3 separate regions of the Danio rerio genome follow, and all the other regions are linked to region 2. The links are chromatin contacts, called in public HiCAR-type and Micro-C maps. All regions are on one chromosome and are shown on one strand. The core of a region is the stretch at or near the end of the contact, and the rest is flanking DNA. Distances in the headings are between cores, read along the strand shown. Region 1 holds the start of scoca (short coiled-coil protein a). Region 2 overlaps maml3 (mastermind-like transcriptional coactivator 3). Region 3 holds the start of maml3 (mastermind-like transcriptional coactivator 3).

Evidence for each region. A called contact is a pair of places that touch in the nucleus more often than the background predicts. HiCAR-type assays count read pairs that join an accessible place to other places.
Region 1: a HiCAR-type map of caudal fin shows a contact between it and region 2, with 8 times the contacts expected there. The contact joins the promoter of scoca here to the enhancer-like site in region 2. A contact is called at or near these places in 5 of 18 Hi-C or Micro-C datasets (caudal fin, embryo, fibroblasts and 1 more) and 2 of 4 datasets of contacts at active chromatin or transcription factors (caudal fin and embryo).
Region 3: a Micro-C map of caudal fin shows a contact between it and region 2, with 9 times the contacts expected there. The contact joins the promoter of maml3 here to the enhancer-like site in region 2. A contact is called at or near these places in 5 of 18 Hi-C or Micro-C datasets (caudal fin, embryo, hematopoietic stem cells and 2 more) and 3 of 4 datasets of contacts at active chromatin or transcription factors (caudal fin, gastrula embryo and pancreas).

Annotation. Positions count from the first base shown.
Region 1 is chr1:43,661,675-43,666,249 of GRCz12tu, forward strand. scoca (short coiled-coil protein a) reads left to right here and starts at 2,461. Exons shown (of 4, transcript NM_001077559.1): 1 at 2,461-2,647. The coding sequence starts at 2,584.
Region 2 is chr1:43,442,002-43,446,817 of GRCz12tu, forward strand. All of the region lies in intron 2 of maml3 (mastermind-like transcriptional coactivator 3), which reads right to left. Among named protein-coding and RNA genes, the nearest start is that of vwa10.2, 35 kb to the left of the region's middle. Within about 2 kb of position 1,415, at least 16 of the 62 cell types and tissues checked have an H3K27ac peak or open chromatin away from gene starts, as enhancers often do. A contact at or near this core is called in caudal fin, where this site is marked.
Region 3 is chr1:43,618,513-43,623,102 of GRCz12tu, forward strand. It overlaps maml3 (mastermind-like transcriptional coactivator 3), which reads right to left and starts at 2,519. Exons shown (of 6, transcript XR_012407336.1): 1 at 1,598-2,519.

The DNA.
Region 1 (4,575 bases), core at 1,211-3,710, 220 kb after region 2:
ATTTTAAACCTGCGGGCCCACCCTCTAACACAGAAAACAAGCCACAAACACACATACACACAGCCTTGAGCAGTTTTTTGTAAGCACTACATGCTTACAAAGAAGACTTCATCTGCAGTTTGTTAAAGGAAGGATCCGTAAAGAGTGCTGATGAACTATATCAGAACATGGATCGGTTTCTTCCTCCATTTCACAAGTGTAAGTACGCGTGATTAAAGTTGTTGCCTCACTTACTCTAGCTTGCAAATGTATTTAGATGTGATTTGCCACTTGTAACTGCGCGTACTGTATCAGGTTAACTCTTTATATTCTCATATCGCGTGTAAAGCCACGTTGAAAACTTGCCGCGTGCCGCTTTGCTTACGGACCTCCTCCAAGGAGGGTAATGTGTCTGTGTGTGTGTGAAAAGAGCAGGTGGAGTGTGACAAGCTAGGAGATCTCCTTGCCAGTTCTTGGAGTTTTTGCTAAATAAAATAGTTAGTCGTCTGTATTTTCAAGTCCATTGTCTCTATTTACATTCATCCCCTGGCAGCTAAACTCCACGCCTTACACTATGAAGCATGTATGCACTGTGACCGCTTTTATATTGTTGATTAGCTGCAGGGCATTTCACTCTGTCTCGCGCTGAAGGCAGTCAGTGTCGACCACTCGCAGCAGGCTGTCATCAGTTCAATCAGCGCAGATTAGCTTTGCGCTAAGGAGGGGTTTGGGAACAAATGAATCACTGAACGATTCATATGGGAGTCGCTGGGATAATTAGGTAAAAATAAATGCAGATTATAAGACCATAAAAGTGTTTTTGACCTTGCATGCATATTAGACTTTTGTTGGAGACCCTTAAAACCAAAATATGACCCTATTTCATGTATAATAGGGGCTCTTTATATTTCTCTCGCTCGTGCCATTCATGCCTGCTGTTCTCTTCTAAATCCACCAGAGGCTGCTGTCGACTAACTGTCTTACTGACTGACTGGCCACATAATTTGCGATCTCTCAGAGATTTCCAGAATGAGCCTATGTTCGAATTACCATGTAGGTTAAGACCAGGGGTTGGATCTTGTTGGGGTGGGCAAACAACATAACTCCGGGGCCCCTGCAGCGCGTGTGTTACCCCATTGGAATCCTGCACCACCCAACCGACTACAAGCTGGGACTGAACCGACGACCTTCTGCATGGGAGTCAGTTGCTCTAACATGGCCATGGCGTCTAGCGTCTGTCGCTAGAGCACCTTCAAGAGGTCAGAGGAGTGAGGTTTACCTGCACAGCACTTCACTATAAGCCCTGTATACTTGTATGTAATAAACTTCAAAACAATGCAAATCTAAAGCAGGTTGCACACCAAAAGCGCCGCTCGGCGGCCAGCGCCATGCATTTTAGAATTCTAAACATAGGATTCTATCAGGATACACACACCGGCGCCGCAAGTCGCTGGCTGTCGGCGGCGCCCGGCCATGGCTCAGGACGCAGTTCATTTTTCAGCCGCGCCACAGAGCGCCATCTGATTAGTTTCATGTTAAATATCATTCGAATGTGCGCGTCTGGTGTGCTGTACTTTAAACTGTCATGTGCGCGCTGTGTCGCGGTGCCGAGCGGCGCTTCTGGTGTGCGACCCGCTTAAGTTTGCTTCACACGTGTGAGTGAGCTGAACAAACCACTTGTTGGACACACAGGTGGTGTCTTGCTCACTATTAGTAATTGCCTACTACTAAAGCTTGAATTGACTATAAGATTGTTAGAAAAATGCGCTCAATATAGCATTAATGTGAGTAATATGAATCGAACACAGACTTACTACATCCACCATTTGTCATTCTCACATGACCAACCCCATGAGTTGCGTCAGTTCACTCCCATGGGATAGTGTAGCATCCATTGTATGCATTTCAGAATCTCGCCGGAAGCCATAGGTCATCCAGGTACTGGGTATCCAGGTAGGTCATTACCAGTTTTTTTTTTTCGAATACTAAAAATTTGGACATGGCCTACTCAGCTCGCATACTGTTTTTAATATACTAGTATGGAAGTATACAATTTTAGATGCAAATTCTTTTCGTTTTATGTTCACATAATGAAAAGGAAGCAAAAGCACACAAAAATCCATTATGATGCTAGTAACATAGAACCCACCTGTGTGATTTATTAATTAAATGTAAAAACGGCTTGCCATATTGCCATGTAAAACGTACTAAAGTTTTGTTCTTAAGAGGACATCGGATGCTTCCTTTAGATAATGTGTCGCTAAAGGCCGAATTAAATGAGACCAACCGCGAGTTTGAAGGAGTGTGAAAGCGGGGGTCTTTCTCTGTAATTTGAGAAAGTAAAGCAGTGAACTTTGGATCTCTCAGCAGGCGTCGCCCTCTGCTCTGCACCACCATTGTCACCTGAGTTGCCATACAGGTCCGGCTGGTAACCGTGGTGATGGTGAATAATTGAGAGGGTACGGCCGGGCAAACACACACACACACACACCGCTTCATGAGAGGAAAGACCGATTTTTTAACAGATATTTCTTCACTGTTTTATCATGTTGGGTTGTTGTTGCTAACTGCACGTACACACACATATCTGAGCACACGTCGGTCATGGAGGGCGACGTGGATGAAGATGATGGGACTTTTACTAACATCTCACTGGCTGATGATTCAGGTAAGACTCGTGATTAAGTTAATTTGTTTAAAAGCTGATCGGAAATCAGTTTTATGACAGTTTTAGGAACCGAGTAAGTGATGTAGTTACTGCAACCACACAGGTTTTTAAGTTGGCTACTTTGAACGAACAGTTAAAATAATAAGTTGCACACATTGTGTACATAAGGTTTGTTTTGCACTTAATGTGTACACTGTTTTTACACAACTGGGTAAAAGTCTAGAATTATTGACCATTTTAATTAATTTAATTCTTAATTCTTATGCTCTCCAATGAAAAACTGGGCTGTGGACAGCTGATAGTTTGACAGAGAACTCAGTTCATATAAAGCAGGGGTGCCCAAACTTTTTCCTGTAAAAGGCCAAAAACCAAACTTCTTTGAGGTCTGTGGGCCGTATATATACCAAACATTATTACATTAAATTTGCCAAGGGGAATTTCCTCATTTATTCTGTAGTGTTACAAAATAGAGAAAACTTTGCTTTAAATCATATTTAATATCTAATGCAGTATAATTTTTAACATTTAGTAATAAAATTATTACAGTAAAAACATAAACAATTCCATTTATAACACAATAAAGTTCGATGCTGAATAAACTAGTCAAGTGGCACCCGACTTTACCTTATTATACTTGAAATACAGGGGCAGATTAAACCAATAAGCAAGGTAGGTGGCCGCTTGTGGCCACAGGACATCTGGGGGCCCCTAATAAATATTTAGATGTATAAATTATACTTATAAACTATACATAACACTGTTTTCTATCATATTTTGTAGAGTGAAAGTCAAACAAATAAAATTTTATGTAATTAAATATGGGCGACACAGTGGCGCCATAGGTAGTGCTGTCGCTGGTTCGAGAATATATCAGTGAATATTGATTTAATATCTTGTTTTTAAAGGTCGTGAAATGAGAAACCGACTTAATTCACAGCAGTGGAAAACATATAAACTATTCATTCATTCATTTTCTTTTCGCCTTAGTCCTTTTAGTAATCAGCGGAATGAACCGCTAACTTATCCAGCACGTTTTTACGCAGCGGATGCCTTTCCAGCACGCAACCCATCTCCGGGAAACGTCGACACACACTCACTCACACTCACACACTTCGGAAAATTTAGCCAACCAAATTAACCTGTAACGTTTGTTTTTGGACTGTGGGGGAAACCGAACCACCCGGAGGAAACCCACCCGAACGCAGGGAGAACATGCCAACTCCACACAGAAACGGCAACTTATCCAACCAAGGCTTGAACCAGAGACCTTCTTGCTGTGAGGCGACAGCACTACCTACTGCGCCCCTGCGTTGCCCCATATAAACTATAATCTTAATAATTTGTCCCCTTCATAGTGCATGATTCCACTTACAGCAAGTAGTCATTATGTGTACAAGTGACAGATTTTATCTTTAGCATGTAGGGACAAGACATTTCAGATTCTGGAGAGCATTTGATTAGACAGAAGATCTTAAGAGAAGCTAAGGTGCAGATTGATGTCATCAAAACAGTTGATTCATATTGGTGGGAGTGAGAAACAGTAAGCTGGAATGAATATTTTCTAAATGCTAACATTAAGGCTAAATGCTAAGGCTAACATTTAGATGCTAAAAGCAAAAAAAATCATCAGAATAACACAGAATTTAATATTTCTGACATAAGTAGGCAAACAGAGTGGTTAAAGACATATAAAGCAGACCTGAACGTATAACCACTTGTTTTTAAAAAGCGGTGTAAGGAGTACAGTATATTCCCATGGCAGTTGAAGTCAGCACAATAACTCAAGCGCCTAAATGTTGTAGCGCTGTGCAGCATGTGGTTTTCTTGTCCAAATACAGGAATGAATGGAGAGGCGTTGTGTCAACACATGTCAGAAAGCTCACTTGCCATAAGAGGCAGTAAGTGTGTACAGTATAAGCCTGTGTGCA
Region 2 (4,816 bases), core at 165-2,664:
AACACCTCCCTCCATACAGCATCTGTTAATGCAAACAGGTTTCCTGAACACTCGGTGGGAATCCACACAAAAAGTCCTTCCACTAAGCTTACACCATTGGTTAAGAATACAGATATAATAACTGACAATCTATTGAACCAATTATTGATACACAATAACGTTTTTATTGCTTCTTGTATGCGATAACACATATTTTCAGGGGGAACTGTCATCAGGTGAACCAACCACAAGCAACTAGTTTAACTGATAAACTCATAATGTAGTGCTGTTTAAAATTTGGGGCCATTATAGTATTGTAATGAATTTGTTTTTATTTAGAATGACTAAATTAAATAGATCAAACATGACAATCAAGACCTATAATGTTAAAACACTTCAAACAATCAGACTTTAAACTTAAAAATATATGAAAAAAGGAAGAAAATATATAATAAAATAGGAAAAACAACTTCAAACGGTAAAAATATTTAACAAGATTACTGTTTTTCATAATTTTTTAAATAGAATAATTTTCGGTTACACATTTAAATAAAACAACACCATGTGTCCTTTCCATTTTTAGATTTTTACAAATATTTTCTATTCAACGATGACTGTAAAACCCAAATAAATAAAAATACTATTTTGTAATGTCATAACGTAAATTTAGTAATCATTTATCAAAGTTTCCAAATGCTGTGGAGACCTCTTTCTTGTGTTGGTGAGTTAGAAAGAAATACCCTATTAATGGTGGTCAAGATGATCTAAAATGACCTAAAACATAGGTCTCAATGTCAATTCCTGGAGGGCCGCAGCTCTGCAGTTTTGGTCCAACCCCAATCGAATACAGCTTATCTAAAAAAAATCAAGGTGTTCAAGACTATGTGGGACTTTTAAGCAGGTGTGATTTGCAGGTGATTGGAGCTGAAATCTGCAGAGTTGTGGCCCTCTAGGAATTGAGTTTGAGACCACTGACCTAAACAAATAGTCTTGTCTGAGACTATTTAAACTAAGATTCAAAACAATCAAGACACAACAAGGACATGTTTATGGACAAAGACAACCAGAAACAAGAGAACAAGAGAACAGTGAGTTAAAGTTAAAGGAGGATGGGATGGGGCAAACTGAACTCAAACTCATATCCTCCGTACAAGCACCCCACAGCACAATCACTAACCGAAAGGCCATGACTTCAATCTGAGGCAATCATTTTATTTGAAGCACTCCACGAGGCTTTTACAACAGCATAAATAATGAAGCCCAAACATGCGCACGCCACAGGAGACTGTTCAGATAAATCTAGACCAGACCGGTCAATGAGCACAAATCTGTGTGTAGACAGCTGGATCTCTTCTGTTAACCAGTCATGCTGTCCAAACGAGAGCCGATCGGCACGTACGTATCAGTGTAGAAGCTGGACAGGCCAGAGGGGGGCAGTGTTGATCTTTTTTTCCCCATTCCTTTCCTTGTCTTTCTCTCACTCCCTCTTTTCGAGTTGTCATCTATCTCTATTTCTTCCACCTCTGTGCCCATGTCTCCATTCCGTTCTCCGTCTTTCCCTCCTTCCTCCAGATTTCCCTTTACCTCCTCTCTTTTTCTTCTCTTTCACCCTCACCGCCTTACATACTCTTTTTCATTACGGTCCCCCTCATCCCCCCCTCTCCCTTCAGCTCTCTCTGCAGATGGCTTAATCATGAGTGGTGTAAAAGATGTGTCTCCTTCTTCCTGCCGGATAATGTGTGTGAGCCAAAGACTCCTCAGCCGAGCATGGAAAGAGAGAGATGAGGGGTGAGAGAAAAGGACTCAAATGACAGAAAAAAAAACATTAAAGAGAGAGAGGGAGAGAAAAAACAGGAAAGAGAGACTGACAGATAGAGAGAGAGAGCAGGTAGCCAGGCAACAGTGGCTATAATGTTGAGCAGATGGTGCTCATAGGAGCCATGATGGACGACAGCGGGCAGCAGCCGAGAGAGAGAGAGAGCGCAGCGTAAATTAAGTCTCTCTCTTTTATCCTTTCTTCCTCCTTTTTCTGTCTCCATCGCCGATTCCATCTTCATCCTTTTCCCTTCATTCACACGTGTGAACCACTCGTGTTCCTTACTTGCACATTTTCATCTTAAACTATTAGCTCAATCTTAAAGACAGTTGAAAACAACTCAATGCAAATGCAATGTTCTGTGTCACAATATGAAAAAAGAATGTCTACGGAATGATTATTGATCTTGAAAGTGTTTTTGAAAGGTGCTGTGTATATTCTGCATCACTAGCAACACCAACATTACTTGGTGGTCATAGGGTCTGTTTCCAAACAGGTTTCTACAGTACTCCATACAGCCGTGTCAATGAAAACAGGTTTCCTCAACACCTGGTGGGAGTTCACACAAAAAGTCTCACCCCTAAACCCACACCACTGGTTAGGCACACTGATAGTAGGTAACTTTCACCAGTGGTCATTCACACAGATAACCCCACCCCCAACGTACACCAATGGTTAGGCATACAGATGGTTCCACCCTCAATTAATACTATCGGTCAGATACACAGATAGTCCCACCCTCAACTTGCACTACTGGTCAGGTACACAGTTAGTCCCACCCTCAACTAACACTATTGGTCAGGTAGACATAGTCCCACCCCCAACTTACACCAGTGGTCAGGCATACAGATAGTCCCACCCCCAACTTACACCAGTGGTCAGGGGACAGGGTCAGTGGTCAATAAGGCATAAAGAAAGTGCTACACTCAATTTATACAATTAGTCAGGTACACAGATAGTCCCACCAGAAATTACATTATTGGTCAGGTACACAGATGCTCCCACCCTCAACTTACACTACTGGTCAGGCATACAGATAATTCCACCACCAATTTACACCAGTGGTTAGGAATACAAACAGTTCCACACTCAATTCACACCATTGGCCAGATAAACAGATAGTCCCACCCTAAACACACACTATTTGACAGGTACAAAGCTAGTCCCACCCCCAACTTACACCAGTCATCAGGCATACAAATAGCTCCATGCTCAATTCACACCATTGGTCAGATACACAGAAAGTTCCACCCTTAACTTACACTATTAGTCAACAACACAGATAGTCCAACCCTCAACTTGCATTATTTGTCAGGCATACAGATAGTCCCACCCCCAACTTACACCAGTGGTCTGGCATACAGGTAGTCCCACCCTTAACTTACACCAGTGGTCAGGCATACAGATAGTCCCACCCCCAACTTGCACAAGAGGTCAAGCTTACAAATAGTCCCACTTCCAACTTACACCAGTGGTCAGGCATACAGATAGTGCTACACTCAATTTATACCATTGGTCAGACACACAGGTAGTCCCCCCTCAACTTACATTACAGGTCAGGCATACAGATAGTCCCACCCCCATTTTACACCAGTGGTCAGGAATACAGATAATCCCACCCACAACTTACACCAGTGGTCAGGCATACAAATAGTTCCACGCTCAATTCACACCATTGGTCAGATACACGGAAAGTTCCACCCTCAACTTACACTATTAGTCAACAACACAGATAGTCCAACCCTCAACTTGCATTATTCGTCAGGCATATAGATAGTCCCACCCCCAACTTACACCAGTGGTCAGGCATAAAGATAGTCCCACCCCCAACTTACACCAGTGGTCAGGCATACAGATAGTCCCACCCCCAACTTACATGAGTGCTCAGGCATAAAGATAGTCCCACCCCCAACTTACACCAGTGGTCAGGCATACAGATAGTCCCACCCCCAACTTACACCAGTGGTCATGCATACAGATAGTCCCACCCCCAACTTGCACCAGTGGTCATGCATACAGATAGTCCCACCCCCAACTTGCACAAGAGGTCAAGCATACAAATAGTCCTACTTCCAACTTACACCAGTGGTCAGGCATACAGATAGTGCTACACTCAATTTATACCATTGGTCAGGTACACGGATAGTTCCAGTTCCAACTTACACCATTGATTAGGCGCAAAGATCGGCCCACCCAAAAATTACAACACTGATTAGTCACACAGATATGTCAGCCTTAAAATACACCATTGGTTAGACAAGCTGAGGTAGTTTCACTTCAAACTCACACCGTTGCTTAGACAGTTCTACCCCAAACTCCCACCATTGGTCAGGCACACATATAGTCCCACCCTCAACTTACACCAGTGGTAAGGTACATAGATAGTTCCACCTCTAGCTTACACTATTGACCAGGCACACAGATAGCCCCAACCGCAAAGTGCATCATTGGTAAAACAAACACAGGCAGTTCCACCTCAAACTCACACTATTATTCAGGCACAGAGATAGTCCCACCCCCAAACTCGCAACAAAGGTCAAACATATTGTTCTACCCTAAACTCACACCACTGTTTAGGAAAATGTTGCTGTCATCAGACCAGGCCAACAAACATTGTTTTATCAGTGCAACAAAGTCACTTAACACATTAATTTGGGACCGAAGAGTATTTCAAAATCCAAATGACACTTTCATCAGCTAGATAAAGCATGAAATGTGAGGGTTTGTTAAAAGCAATAAACAAACACACAGAAGAAACTATCTCTAATGATTGTGAACTCTAAAAGTTCACAGATCTTCAGTTGTTAAAGGTGTCTGAGGATGTGTGAAGGGAAACAGCTTACTGTAGTTTGCACAAAGCAATACATAGTGCGATGCAGATAGCTAGAGTGATTGCTTTCATTGATCTCATGCATACACACACAAACACACATTGATTACCAGTAGTGAGCCTTGGCCCAGATCAGACACTAATCTGAGGGGTTTGCTCACAACATCCCCTCTAATAATACACCACGCGCC
Region 3 (4,590 bases), core at 1,269-3,768, 180 kb after region 2:
GTAGTGAATGATGCATATAGTGACAACACCAAGAGTCCTTCACTTAAGCAAATCAGACAAAAAAAGTGGAGAAAGTAGATGAACGTCACATATAATGTGTCTGAACTGTCCACTACTGATTAGATCATATATTTTAATACATTGGGTAAACAAGGCCTATGAGAGAAACACTAACAGATTCCAGAACCTCAAGACTGCAAGGTCTTCCCTTATCTCACAGGGTTAAGATAAAAAGTCAACACCGACACTGGTTTCAAACCCTACTGTCATGACAAAGGCTACAAGATTAGCTTAGCTAACACATTCATCTTTAAAACGTAACAAACAAACGTTATTTAACTTCTAATAGACCATTAAAATGCGTAATTTTCCAAAGTGACAGTTCCAAAATCTGAAAGTCAAAGCTAACATCCTAGGTGTTGGCTTGGGTGCCATTTAAAACAATTAGCACGATGGAGTGAAATTGTTATTTACCCACGTTAGCCTACTGAATATAACTGTATGTAGCCAGAAAGCGTGCATCCACGCGCGTGCAGCTATTTCCTCACAAAAAAATGCTGCCTACATAGGCGGCTCGCTAGGATTTGACACACATCCATTGTGTGGGGTCTGAACCCAGACACACACATAAGACCCTAACTCGACTTGATACAGCCACCTAGCTGCAGCACGGCGCTTATGTGGAGAAAACACGGAGAAACGGAAAGGCTGCGGTCTCTTTAAATCGCAATACCTTCGATGTGAAGCGTTTGCTGCTTATAAACCGGCTTACAGTAACATCCACACCGCACCGAGGGGGGTCGACGACACCGGCCATTAACGCTTTAAAACTACCGATGTCACCCTCAGAAATCGCAGACACTTAGCATTTCAAAGAGGACTGACACAAAAGACAGCGACACGAAGCTCTCCTGCAGTGGCTTGAGATTCGAGTGACCGATTTTAAAGCTGCAACTTTTCTGTGGTGGCATCTTGATCTTAGCATGCAGATAAACATGTATGTGCATTCGTTTCCTTCCTTTTTTTCTTTCAACAAATATCGCACCGAACAGTTACACTGCACACACACGCATGCCTAACTAGCAGGAAGAGAGAAAGAGAGGGATGTGAAATAAACGCAAAACATTAGCATCTTTTCAAACAGCGCGCCTAAAAGGAAACTGAAACTGGCACGACTCGCCATGTGTACCGTCGCGCTTCTCAGCAAAACAATACACGATAATACACATTCGCACAGTGTAGCTAGCAAGCTGATCTCGATTTTCAACCCCAATTATGTTTCCCAAACATGAAACACGGCTGAACTGCAAATAGTAAGTAGGAGGAGATCAAATGACATCATCAACTACTACATAACTTTAAACAAGGCTGCACAGAAAAGTGGTAAAACGCCTCCAAAGTCACGAGAAGCACTTTCACAAACGGTTTAATCAAGTTATGCTTTGATTGAAGTAACCAAAGTGTAAAAAGCACAAACGCCGAGCTAAAGTTTAATCACAACGAGTCTATGACCCAAACAAACACTGTTCATGTCCAAACACACACAGACACACAGAAGGAGAGGAGTCGGGCAGCCCATGGAGAGAGCTGAACTCACCGCGATCAGGGTGCTGTTCCTCTGCTCGGCGCTCGCGCTGGAGTCGGGCTCTTGTTGCTTGCTCTGCTGTTTGCTGTTGTTGGATTTCTTGGCCCGCTGCTCTAAACTCCGCTGGTAGAGGCTCACGGTCTCCCGGCGGTCCAGCTCCAGCTGCTCGGCGTGCGCCTGCTGGTATCGGCTCTCGCAGTTGACGTGGTGCCGCCGACAGCCCTCGATCCGCTGGCGGAGCCGCTCCACCACCGTGCTGTGCTTCGGTATGTTACCGCCGCCGGTGCTGCCGCTGTTGGCTGCATTAATGGCAGAGTTTAAGTTCACGTTACTGTTATTAATGCAAATGCCGCCGCCGGTCGGTACGGCAGCGGGGCTGGCAAAATCCCCCATCATCTGTGATTCGGGAAGAACTTTGTCAAGCCCCCCTGACTCTCTCTCTCTCCCCTCTCCAAAGCGGGGCAGAAGTCCGCTTCGCCAGGGAGCCAGATACAGTGAAATAGTGAGGAAAGAAGCGTTCAAACGAGCGTAAATCCCTCCTCCGGGAGGATCGCCGTGTCAACCATTCAATAGACAACAGTGCGGGACCGCGGAGGCGACCGGGGCTGCTACTCTCTCGCCGCTACTGGAGCTCCATCAAACATCCGGATGTTACTCGCAACCATCACGCACAAGCACCGCTGCTGCGAGCCCGTCGTTTTATTGTGTTGTCCTTCTGAAAAAAGTTTTGCCGTCTGCTGCGAACAGGCTCCGGAGTTGTTTCGTGAACTTGCATTTCATTAGTTTGGCCGGCGAAAGCCTCCCCGAGCGCGAACAAGGTGTGCAGTTCGTTAAAGTCCCGATGGCTGGAGAGGAAATCCTACAGTCGCCAGTGTGTACGGCAGCTGCCACCATCACAATAATCAAGCGCTCCCCTCCTCCATGCTAGCGGAGTGATATCAGGACAACAGCCGAGCGAAGAGCAGCCACCAGCCGGAGAGCAGCCGTCAGCTTCGCGCAAAACACGGACGGGATTCCAGTGCTCTCTGGACGCGGAGTCACGTTCACTTCACGGGAGGCAAACGGCAGAGCGGTATGGTGCTTTAGCGGCGGGTTACGGTACTGCAGCTGATGCTCGAGGAGGAGGAGGAGGAGAGCACAAAGCGCTGTCGGCGGAGGATTGAGGAGAAATGAGGGGTGAACGTATTTAAAGCATCAAAGAATATAATTTACAACAATGAACATTTAAGTGAAAATTATTTTGTTTATAAAAAATTAATTATTTGTATTGTTGTTATTGTTATGATTATTATATGTTTTATTAGTATTCTTAATAAATCAGTGTTTCTCAACCACGTTTCTGGAGGAACACCAGCTCTGCACATTGCACACTGATTCAGATCATCAGCTCATTAGCAGAGACTAAAAGACCTGTAATGGGTGTGACAGACAAAGGAGACATTCAAAACATGCAGTGCTGGTGGTCCTCCAGGAGCATGGTTGAGAAACACCATTAAATGTTATTTAATGACTTAGCCTCTTTATTAATCAGAGGTCACCCCAGTGGAACAAACTGTCAACTTATCCAACTTGTTTTACGCAGCGGATGCCCTTCCAGCTGCAACCAACACTGGAAAACACCCATACACTCTTGCATACACACTTATTCAATATACTGTCAATCTAGCCTGTTAAATTCACCTATAGTGCATGTCTTTGGACTGTCTGGGAAACCGGAGCACCCGGAGGAAACCCACGCCAACACGGGGAAAACATGCAAACTCCACAAAGAAATGCCAACTGACCCAGCCGGGGCTCGAACCAGCAATCTTCTTGCTGTGAGGTGATCGTGCTACCCACTGTGCCACCATAACGTTTATTATTATCATAAATAACAATGCATAATATTAATTTGAATTATATATTTATTATAAGTAGCAGTAAATTAATGCAATTGATTATATTATCATATATACTATTTTAATAATTCATATTTGTGTAATATGTTGCTGTGGTTGTTTTTATTATTATTAAATATTTATACACACATATATTTGTATTTAAATGAAAACAGAAGGGCAAACGAAAACCTTTAAAATGAATGTTAGATCATTTTAAACTGTATTGTACACTCTCTGAAAAAACAAGAGCTGTCACTGGGGTGGTACCGTTTCAAAAGACACTCATTTGTACTTAAAGGGGCCATATTGGTACCCCAAAAGCTTACCTAAACATTTTAAGAGGTAAACTTTTGTACTATCTACTAATATGTACACTTGAGGTATTTAGACATTCTTCAGGTACAAATGTGTAGCTTTTATAAAAAAACCACCCGAGTGACAGCTCTCGTACCTTTATTTCTGGGAGTGTATGTTGATCTGATCAGTGTTTTGGTGTGTTTTTCACACCACTGTATTGGAGCATAAAACTTATATATTTGTTAAACCTTTTATAGAAACTTCATTTTAAAAAAAGTGTTTAATTAATCATTTTAGCTGCTATTGTGAATACTTTTTACGTTAATTATACCGTTTTCTTTTCCTAAAGTGTTAATTGTCCAAACAGACTGTTTTCCATCTATTTGGCAATACAGGAAAGGTCTTTGTGAGTATCGTATCATGCTTCTGCTTGTGTCCACTATAGCTTTATCTTCACAGATTATCCTCTCAGTTATAACCAGCAATTGCTTTTTGCCTTTCAGAGTTCACTTTAAAGATATTGGCGCTCAAGCAAACTGTTGTTATGTGTATGTGTGTGTTGTGTGCGTGCGTGCATAATACACACGTCTTTAACACTGTCAGAAGAAAGTAACAGGATCAGGTGAGGCCCCGAAGCACTGACTGCACTCACTAAATGATGATGAGGGGATTGGCCGGTTTTGTAAGTGTATGTGTGTGTGTGTGTGTGTGTGTGTGTGTGTGTGTGTGTGTGTGTGTGTGTGTGTGTGTGTGTGTGTGTAATTGTGAAAAAGTGCTGCTGCCCAGTCTGGTTTGCTGAGTGTGGCTAAAACGGATTGCAAACACATT